Linked DNA regions of Macaca mulatta: region 1 is linked to region 2. Evidence: chromatin contacts called from public Hi-C data. All regions are on one chromosome and are shown on one strand. The core of a region is the stretch at or near the end of the contact, and the rest is flanking DNA. Distances in the headings are between cores, read along the strand shown. Region 1 holds the start of FOXO1 (forkhead box O1). Region 2 has its middle 180 kb from the start of FOXO1.

The links. A called contact is a pair of places that touch in the nucleus more often than the background predicts.
Region 1: a Hi-C map of blood shows a contact between it and region 2, with 2.3 times the contacts expected there. The contact joins the promoter of FOXO1 here to the enhancer-like site in region 2. A contact is called at or near these places in 3 of 14 Hi-C or Micro-C datasets (CD4 T cells, blood and liver).

What each region holds. Positions count from the first base shown.
Region 1 is chr17:20,127,782-20,132,124 of T2T-MMU8v2.0, forward strand. It overlaps FOXO1 (forkhead box O1), which reads right to left and starts at 1,828. Exons shown (of 3, transcript XM_001088437.5): 1 at 766-1,828. The coding sequence starts at 1,395.
Region 2 is chr17:19,944,158-19,948,739 of T2T-MMU8v2.0, forward strand. No RefSeq gene overlaps it. Among named protein-coding and RNA genes, the nearest start is that of FOXO1, 180 kb to the right of the region's middle. Within about 2 kb of position 1,659, at least 10 of the 40 cell types and tissues checked have an H3K27ac peak or open chromatin away from gene starts, as enhancers often do. A contact at or near this core is called in CD4 T cells and blood, where this site is marked.

The DNA.
Region 1 (4,343 bases), core at 578-3,077, 180 kb after region 2:
CTCCCACGCCATCGCCACCGCCCGCGCCCGCCCCCGCCGAGGGTCACACTTGAACTTTAGCTCGCCCAGCGCAGCCAGGCGCCGGCGCTCCGCAGGCGGTGGCCGCCCCTTCGCACGTGTCGGAGGCACCACCTCGGGCTCGGGACGCCCGGCCCCCGGCACTCGAGGCCACTCCAGAGAAAACCAAACAAAGCAAAATGCGCACCGCCTCCAGAAACTGCCCGGCTGGCCCTGCACCGTCCACGGCCGGTCGCGCCCTGCCTGTCCCCTCCACCTGCAGCCCGGTCCCGGGACAGGGAGAGTCCGGGGCCCCTCGCCGCGCCCTCCCCCGCCGCGCCCGGCGGAAACAGCTCCGCAGCGCGGCCGGAGAGGACCTGCCCTCCCCCCGCGGAGGTCCGGGAGGGAAGGGGCAGTCGAAGCAGTCAGCGCGGGCCGGGGGAGTGCCCCTCCCAGCGAACCCGTTTCTCCTTTCACTGGCAAACTTTTCGGCCGCTGATATCCACTTCTTGGCGCACTTTCTTTACTTAGTTCCTCGACGAGCCCCTTTTCGCGTCCCACGCGAACTCTTGACTGGCGCGCGCGCACACCTACTGCCGTCCCCGACCGGACCTGGGCGAGGTCACCGCGACCACCGCTTCTCGCCCGCCCTCCTGGGAACGCGCTGCCCTCCTGGCCCGCACCTTCAGGCCGAGCAAACCTGCACAGCTGCGCCCTCGCCTGACCCACCGCGCCCCCAAGGTCCGGCCGCGCGCCGAGACCGCTCACCTTCCAGCCCGCCGAGCTGTTGCTGTCACCCTTATCCTTGAAGTAGGGCACGCTCTTGACCATCCACTCGTAGATCTGCGACAGCGTCAGCCGCTTCTCCGCCGAGCTCTCGATGGCCTTGGTGATGAGGTCAGCGTAGGACAGGTTGCCCCACGCGTTGCGGCGGGACGAGCTGCTCTTGCGCGGCTGCCCCGCGAGAGGCCCAGCGGCAGCGGGGGGCACTGGCGGGTGCTGCGACAGCGGCCCGGGCGGCGGGGGCTGCGGCGGCGCTGGGTGCAGGCAGCCCGCCTCCGGGCCTTGGAAGTCCCCGCACAGTCCCCCGGTGGCGGCCGCGGCGGCCGCCGCCGCCACCGCCGCCGCCACGGAGCCGGGTGCTTGCGGAAAGTCCTCGCTCTCCTCCAGCAAGCTCAGGTTGCTCATGAAGTCGGCGCTGACAGCGGCAGCCGAGGCCGAGGGCAGGCCCGCCGCGGCGTCGGGGTTGGCAGCCGCGCCGCCCGACGGCGCCGGGCTGGAGGTGGCCGAGTTGGACTGGCTAAACTCCGGCCTGGGCAGCGGCCAGGTGCACGAGCGCGGCCGGGGCAGCGGCTCGAAGTCCGGGTCGATCTCCACCACCTGAGGCGCTTCGGCCATGGTGACCCCCGCCCCTCCCCCAGCCGCGGGAGAGCCAAGAAGGGGAGAACGCAGCACGGGGGCCGGAGGGGGAGGGGGCGCGAAGAGACGGTCCGAGATTTGGGGGAACGAAGCCGGTGCGGCGAGCGGACGGAAACTGGGAGGAAAGCGCGGCGGAGTGCAAGCGCGAGCCCAGAACTTAACTTCGCCGGGCCATCCACATCGAGGCTCCTCAGGGTCCGCCGCACGGACTGGACGGCTGGCCAGAGCCGCCGGGCCGGGGCAGAGCCTGCGCCGCGCTCCAGCTGACAGGGCCGCGGACGGAAGGACAGACGGATGCCGCGGGCCGCTCGCTCTCCCCGGCTGCGCGCCCGCTGCGCTGCTGCCTGTTGAATGTGGCGGCGGCAGCAGCGGCTGCTGCGACTACTAGGCCGCCCGACTTACGGGATCTGCCGCCGCTCCCCGCCCGCGCCGGCGCGCGCGCCGGCCCGCCCCTGACCGACAGCCCGCGCGGCCAATGGGCATGCGGCACCGCCGCCTGGGCAGCCAGTGGGCGCCGGGCTGGGCGGGGCCCGGTTTTCCACGGGGAGGCGGCGGTGGGCTGGTGGGGGGTAGTAGGGTGTTTTTCTCTTTCACACACTCATCTCCTTTTTTTTTTTTTTTTTTTTGGATCTCTATTATTTTCTGGTAATTCTCGAGTGTTTCTGTGATTCTCTCGCCTTCTCAGTGTTTTGATTGCTAGGAAGCAAAGCAGCGTGGAGGCGGCGGCGACACTTTGTTTACTACGGAGGAGCAGAGCCGAGTACTCTGGAAGCCCGGGTGGGAGGAGGCGCTCGCTGCGCCTTGACCTCTGCTGCGGGCCCAGCCCGGCGGGCGGACAGGGCAGGGGGCCGGGGACCCGGGGCGCGGGGTGGGTGGGTGGAGGCGGCCGCGCGGAATTCTACTCAATCGTTCCCTCCTGGCTCCACCCACGATGTCTTTGCTAAACGACGTGGGGAATCGGTGGATTTTGTTTTGGTTTAGTGTTTTCTTTCGCTGCGATCTGTCAAGTCCTCCGGCCCGCTCACGGGCTGCACACGACCACCGCCCCTGGCGCCGCGGGTCCTGCAGTCGAGTCCGCGCTGAGAGACCCTTCTCCGCGCCCGGTGCCCACCTGTCCGCACCCCCAGGCTCAACCTGTGCCATTCGGTCTAGCCAGAGGCGCGTCACCCAGCCGGGCAGCCCCCAACCGGATTCACTGTATTCTTGATCTTTTTTAAAAGGCTAGAAATGAGGAACAGGGGCCCCGGCGCGAGGAGGAGATTCTCCCGCCTCCCCGCACACACGGATCCAAAGGCACCCGCGACCGCATGCCCTCCGTGGGAACCTCTTCCCCTGGGCGGGAATCTCCCGCTTCGTCCACTGAGTCCAGGGCCGGCAGCGAAGGGCTCAGGAGCGCAGTTAGCGAGAACCAGGTCACTTTATTACTTACCCCTAATTAAATTTAACTGTTTGTTATTTCTTTTTTATTTACAACGGAAGTGATCGGGTGTTAAGTTAAAACGCAAGGGCGGGGGATAGGACCAAAGCCTTGGGGCGCAGCCTGCCCCATCCCCAAGTTCCTTGAGGCTACTTGCTGTGTGCGTCAACCAACCCCCCACCCACACCCCACCTTTCCTCGTCTGAGCTGCAGGTCCAGGACATCCTGTCGAGGATCAGTGGGGCCAAAGGTAGGAAGATAATGGCCCTTGTGTCTCAAGCAGAAGAAACAGTTTTCCAGTTTTGTTTTGTTATGCTTTTGCTTTTTTAGGAAGAATATGGAAGGCATTTCCTTTTAGAAAGATGGGAACACTTAGGATGGAAGATGGACAATAGGGTTTTAAATATCTTGTCCAAAAGGACAGCTTCCAACTCTTTTTTTTAATTCCCCTTTCTTTCTTACAAGTAATTCTGCAATGGAAAAAGTGGCATCTAGAGAAAATTAGTCTGTTGGACAAGAGGTTGTTGAAAAAATAGAAAAGAGGGGAAAAAGGGGAAAATGAGGCCTCTTACAAAAGTTAAAAAGATTTAGAGATCTGTTTCTTCATTTATATTCTAACTATCGTCTCTGTAGTCTGGGCTCCTGTTTCTTCATAATCCATTTATCACAATAGCTTCTTGCTGATACTGGGGATGGGTGGGGTGGGGAGCCTGAGCCGGATGGATTGGGGACGGGCGGAGGCTGGTTCCCACCCTCGTCTTGTGGTCTCTTCACGTTTACTAGCAAATTTGGACAATCTGGGCCTCCTCTGCCAGCCGCTAGGGGACCTCAGTAACCCAGATGATGAGCTCAAAGGCAGGCCCCAAAGTACAGCTGTTGCTTCCCCCATCCTTTCCAATTACACTCTGCAGAAGCAGCCCCTGATCCAGACAGCCGCACCCTAAAAATAGGCGGTGCCCTAGTGGATAATTCTTGGCAAAGGAAGCCAGCTTCAAATTTGGCCTTGCCTTCATTTCTATTCCGGTTTTTCAGGGCGTCAATCAGAGAAGAATATTTATTTGGTTAAAGGAGTCTTCCTACAGACTTTCCCCAAATCCTTGAAATCTTTGAGGCTCTCCTGCCCAATTATTTCTTCAAATGTGATGTGATAGTTTACTTTTATTTGGTCTTTCTTTAAAAAACTTGACGAGGCAGGCACAGAGAACCTATAATACCAATGTCCCTGACACATAGGTCCAAAGGATTAAAAATATATATTGAAGGGTTTTTACAGCTAACCACCACACTGTTGTATCTAAATATCAATTTACTGAACCCCAGGATGTTGTTGAATATTTCACTTGTTTCCAGTCTTTAGCTATCACAGACTATTCTGTAAGAAATAACCTTGCATAACTTCATTTCATGTCTGTAGAAGTATATATACAGGAGGAGTTTCCAGAAATGAAAGTCATTGAGTCAGCAGGTATACCCATTCGTAATTTTGAAAGGCACAGCCAAATTGCCCTCC
Region 2 (4,582 bases), core at 409-2,908:
CAAGCCGATGCCAAGGAGGCAGCCATCCAAGAGGCCGGAGGCGTGTGCAGGAAGAGGGCACAGTGGTGCAAAGACCCGGGATGGCAGCAAGCGTGGGTCTGCCCGGAACAGGAGGAGCACTGGGACCCAGAGCTCTGGGAGACGGTGGTGGCTTGAATAAGGGGAGTAGAGGTAGAGGGGTGACACGTGGCCCAATCTGAGGTATATTCTTTACTGCAAAGCCAATAGGACTCACTGGTAGATTGAGTGTGCTTGGAGGAGTGGGAAACAGAAGAACCAAGAGTGATTCTTTAGATTTAGGGTAGATACATGCTGTAACCCAGCAAAAGATGGAGGAAGACTTGTTTGGCCATGTCAAGCGTGAGATGCCAGCTGCATATCCTAGTGGAGGTGCCAGGCAGGTGGCTGGAGAGATGGGCTCGGAGGAGGGTCAGGGCTAGAGATAGAAATAAGAGAGAGAATAGCCCCTGTGTGGAGTCAGAAGGGGGAGGTCTTTCGCTGCAGCCTATGAATGTTGCTTTGCTTCCAAATACACCACGCGGTCCACACCCCCTTGCAGCCTAAGTCCCTGCATGTTCAAACAGCCAGGCTGTGAACCAGCTCTACCTACAGGCTTCACATACAACATGTGGAGGAGCCTGGCCCAGTTCCTCCCCAACTCATGTTTATTCTCTCCACAAACATGTGTCCAGGACTTACCTGTGCCAGGGGCTAGGCTAGATAACTTGCCCTGCAGAACAGAAGGCGTGCCCAGGGAGCTAGCTCATTTGGAAAGGAGATGGGAGGGTGGGCAGGGTGTGGCCGCAGGAAGTGGCAGGCATGGGGCCAGGCTGCCTGGGGGCCAGGCTTGCTGAGCCATCACCTAGCTGAGGACCTGAACCAAGTCCATCTGCAGGCTGCGAAGCCCTCATCACATCAGCGGTGGGGACGGGGGATGGGGAGGAAAATGACCCCTTAGAGTCCCTTCCAGTTCCAAAATGCTGCAATTATCTGGAAATTATCATCTCAGCAGACAAATCATTTAGGCAAAAAAACAGATTTAAAAATCCTTTCGCTCCAATTATGCATTTTTTTTAACTTGAATTTTCATGGTAATTGCCTGAAGCCTGAGTAGTCTGTCCCCAGACAAAGCAGTCTTTGAGTTAAACTCTGCTTTGTGTGTCAAAGCAAAGATACCCGCAGAGCAGACTCCACCTTCTTCTCTCTACACCTCCTCTCCGGGCTCCACCTCAGAGTGCACAGATGAGGAGGTGCACACGAAATCTCCTTTGTACTAAGTACAGTTATTATAAGGTGTGGCCCCTTAGACACTACCCTCTCTATTATTTTGACAGTATGACTTCCTGTAATATTACTATCTCCTATCATCTCAGTAACAAAGGCTGATACCTGGGTTTTTTTCTTTTTTTTTTTTTTTTTCACCTCTCAACAATATACTTGACATTTAATGCATCATCAAAAAGTTTCTGAGGTTTTGGGGCTAAAGCTCTAAAAGTATTACTTCCTGCTGCCGGGGCAGCAGCTCCGTTACCCAGAGCAGCCCCAAGACTTCTGAGGCAAGGCTACTACCCTGTTCTCGACTTCGCCAGACGATCCCAAGGATTTCAAAGCCAGCCTAAACCCCACCCCAGCCTCAGTGGGCCCTCCCAAGGGCTGAGAAATGGGTCCCAGAGCAGAAAGCACAGAAGCCATTGCTTCCCATCCCAAGCTCTGTTCCTTAGTTCTGTGGGTCCTTGAGCAAGTCACTTAACCTTTCTGCTGCCCAGATTGGTGGAATTACTGCATGGGGCAAAATGATCCCCAGGGAGTGGCCCAGCATCCATTCTCAGGTGTTCAAGTGGAGACTCGAACTGCCCTCAAGGCTAGTCAGGTGGCCTGCAATGAAACCTGCAGTGAATCTGCATATTTTTCCTAAACGTTAGCTTGGTTTCCCCAAACTGCTCCCTAGTGGCCCAGCACCATGGGAATGTGCGGGCCTGCTCTGTGAAGGTGGGATTTGCAGCCAACAAGGCAGAAAAGCGATCGTCATTTACCCAACTCTATTACTTCAGCAGCATTTACAGTGCCACACATGTGTGGTCAGGGCCAAAGCCAGGCTCAAAGATACAAGGACAAATACAGCAAAGCCCACGACCTCTGGGAACAGACTGTCCAGAGGTTGGAATGGCATGTGAGCACACAGCTGCCCGCAAGAAGGGCTGGGGAAGACTGGAGGGGGTACAGGAAGGGAGCCCCTAATTATCCCCGAAGATTAGAGAGGGAGAGGCAGAGCAGGCTTCCCAAAGGAGCTAACACTTGACCCCACTCAGTTTTCACAGTGGTTGGGCAGCTGGACATTCCAGGCAGAGGCAGTAGGAAAGTCCATGGCCCAGGCCCAGAGAGAAGGGCTGGCTGGGTAACACACACGGACCCATCAGGCCGGACCACGATGCACATGGGGCAGTGCTTAAAACCAGGCCCGAGGCTTCAGCACCTGCTGAGGAGTGTGGCTGTTTCTCATTTTGGGTTTTTGGTCCGTGGAGTGCGGTACAGGCTGTATAGCTAAGGGTCGGAGGCATTGATTTGTGAGGTCAGCCAGACTCAAATGGAATCCCTGCTTGTACTAATGGTGTGATCTTGGGAGAAATACTGAATCTTTCTAAACCCCCATCCTCTCATCTGTAAAATGGGCATAATAATGCCCACCTCATAGATTGTGAGGGTTATGGAAAATAACAAATGCCATGTGCTGCCCTTCAATTATAGCAGCCAGTTAAAACACACAGAGGAGGGCTCAGCTTGTGCTTGCAGAATTATTCCTCTGGCGCTGTTTGGCAGATGGGCTGGGAGAAAGACAGGTGGCTGGGATGCATCCAAATGCATGAACACATACATACGCACACGCAAACTTCTTTTTTAATTTTTATTTATTTATTTAGAGACAGGGTCTCCCTCTGTCACCCAGGCTGGAGTGCAGTGATGCCATCATAGCTCACTGCAGCCTCGACCTCCTGCACACAGGTGATCCTCCCACCTCAGCCTCCTGAGTAGCTGAGACTGCAGGCGCCCGCCACCACACCCAGCTAATTTACTTTTTATTATTTTTTGTAGAGACAAGGTCGGGCTGTGTTGCTAGGCTGGTCTCTAACTCCTGGCCTTGAATGATCTTCCCACTTCAGCCTCCCAAAGTACTGGGATTACAGGTGTGAGCCCTCGTGCCCAGGCTCAAACTTCTTTGGTAGTGGGGTAAACAATGTACTACAGAGAAGATGTGATTTAATTTGAAGGTGAAAGAGGGGAGGACTCCAAAACAGGCTTTAGGGTAAAGGCAACTTAGGAAATGGGTCTTGTTAGGAGGAGAAATTCGGAGAGAACAATGCATGGAGGTGTGAAGTTTCAAGGTGTTAGGAGTAGTGAGAATACACCAGAGCTGCCGGCCTCTGGGGGAGGAGGGTGGAAAAGGCTTTCACGGGCCCATACTCAGGAGACACATACATATTCCATGACCACTGGGTGTGCCACAGCTGTCGTGATGAGTCCAGGCCAGATCCTGGGCAGGCCTTGAATGACATGCTAAGGGACTTGGAATTTATTCAGAAAGTCACAAGGAGGCCATTCCTTTATTAGAATTATGTGTTTCCTGTCCACTGACCCACACAAATCTTTCAAGGAAGGAGGGAGATTGCAGTAGAGGCGTGCCCACCGCCCCCTGGCTCCCCCACATTCAAGAGAATTGAACCAAATTGCTTCCTGCTGCCCTGTTACCCAGACAGGGTCCACCCTCTCACAGCACACTGAAGTTAACAATAATACTCATAATAGCTAACGTAGCTCTGTTTGAAGTGCTTGGACTGTCTTAACTCATTTGATCCTCCTAGCAAGACTGATATCCTTATTCTCCCATTTTGTGGATAAAAAACAAGACACGCAGCCATGAAGGAATGTCCCCAAGATCACCTAGCTGGTTAATGGATACATGGGTTGTGAGCCCCAGCAGCTCTGGAAAGGAGCCTTGCAAGTCAAGGACTAAGATTTCTATCTTTTTTTTTGAGACGGAGTCTGGCTCTGTCGCCCAGGCTGGAGTGCAGTGGTGCATTCTCGGCTCACTGCAAGCTTAACCTCCCGAGTTCATGCCATTCTCCAGCCTCAGACTCCCAAGTAGCTGGGATTACAGGCGCCACCCCTGCCACCACGCCCGGCTAATTTTTGTATTTTTAGTAGAGATGGGGTTTCACCATGTTGGCCAGGCTGGTCTCAAACTCCTGACCTCAGGTGATCCACCCGCCTCGGCCTCCCAAAATGCTGGAATTACAGGCGTGAGCCACCACCGTGCACAGCCCACAAGGACTAGAGATTTCTCTGCTAACACAAGGGAGGGGCCCAGCACACAAGTGACCCGGGACGCCTCAAGGGGAAGGCAAGTTGCCACGTGAGGGCTCTTGGGGGCAGGATGGGTCAGAAGAAAGGTGCCTCTCATTGCACCAGGGGTCACAAAAACACCTACTGTCTTGTCTCACCTCCCTCCACGGAGGACAGTCTGGCCACTGTGGACTGAACACCACTAGCTCCCAGACAGACGGCACAGCAGCTTAGAAGATGCAAT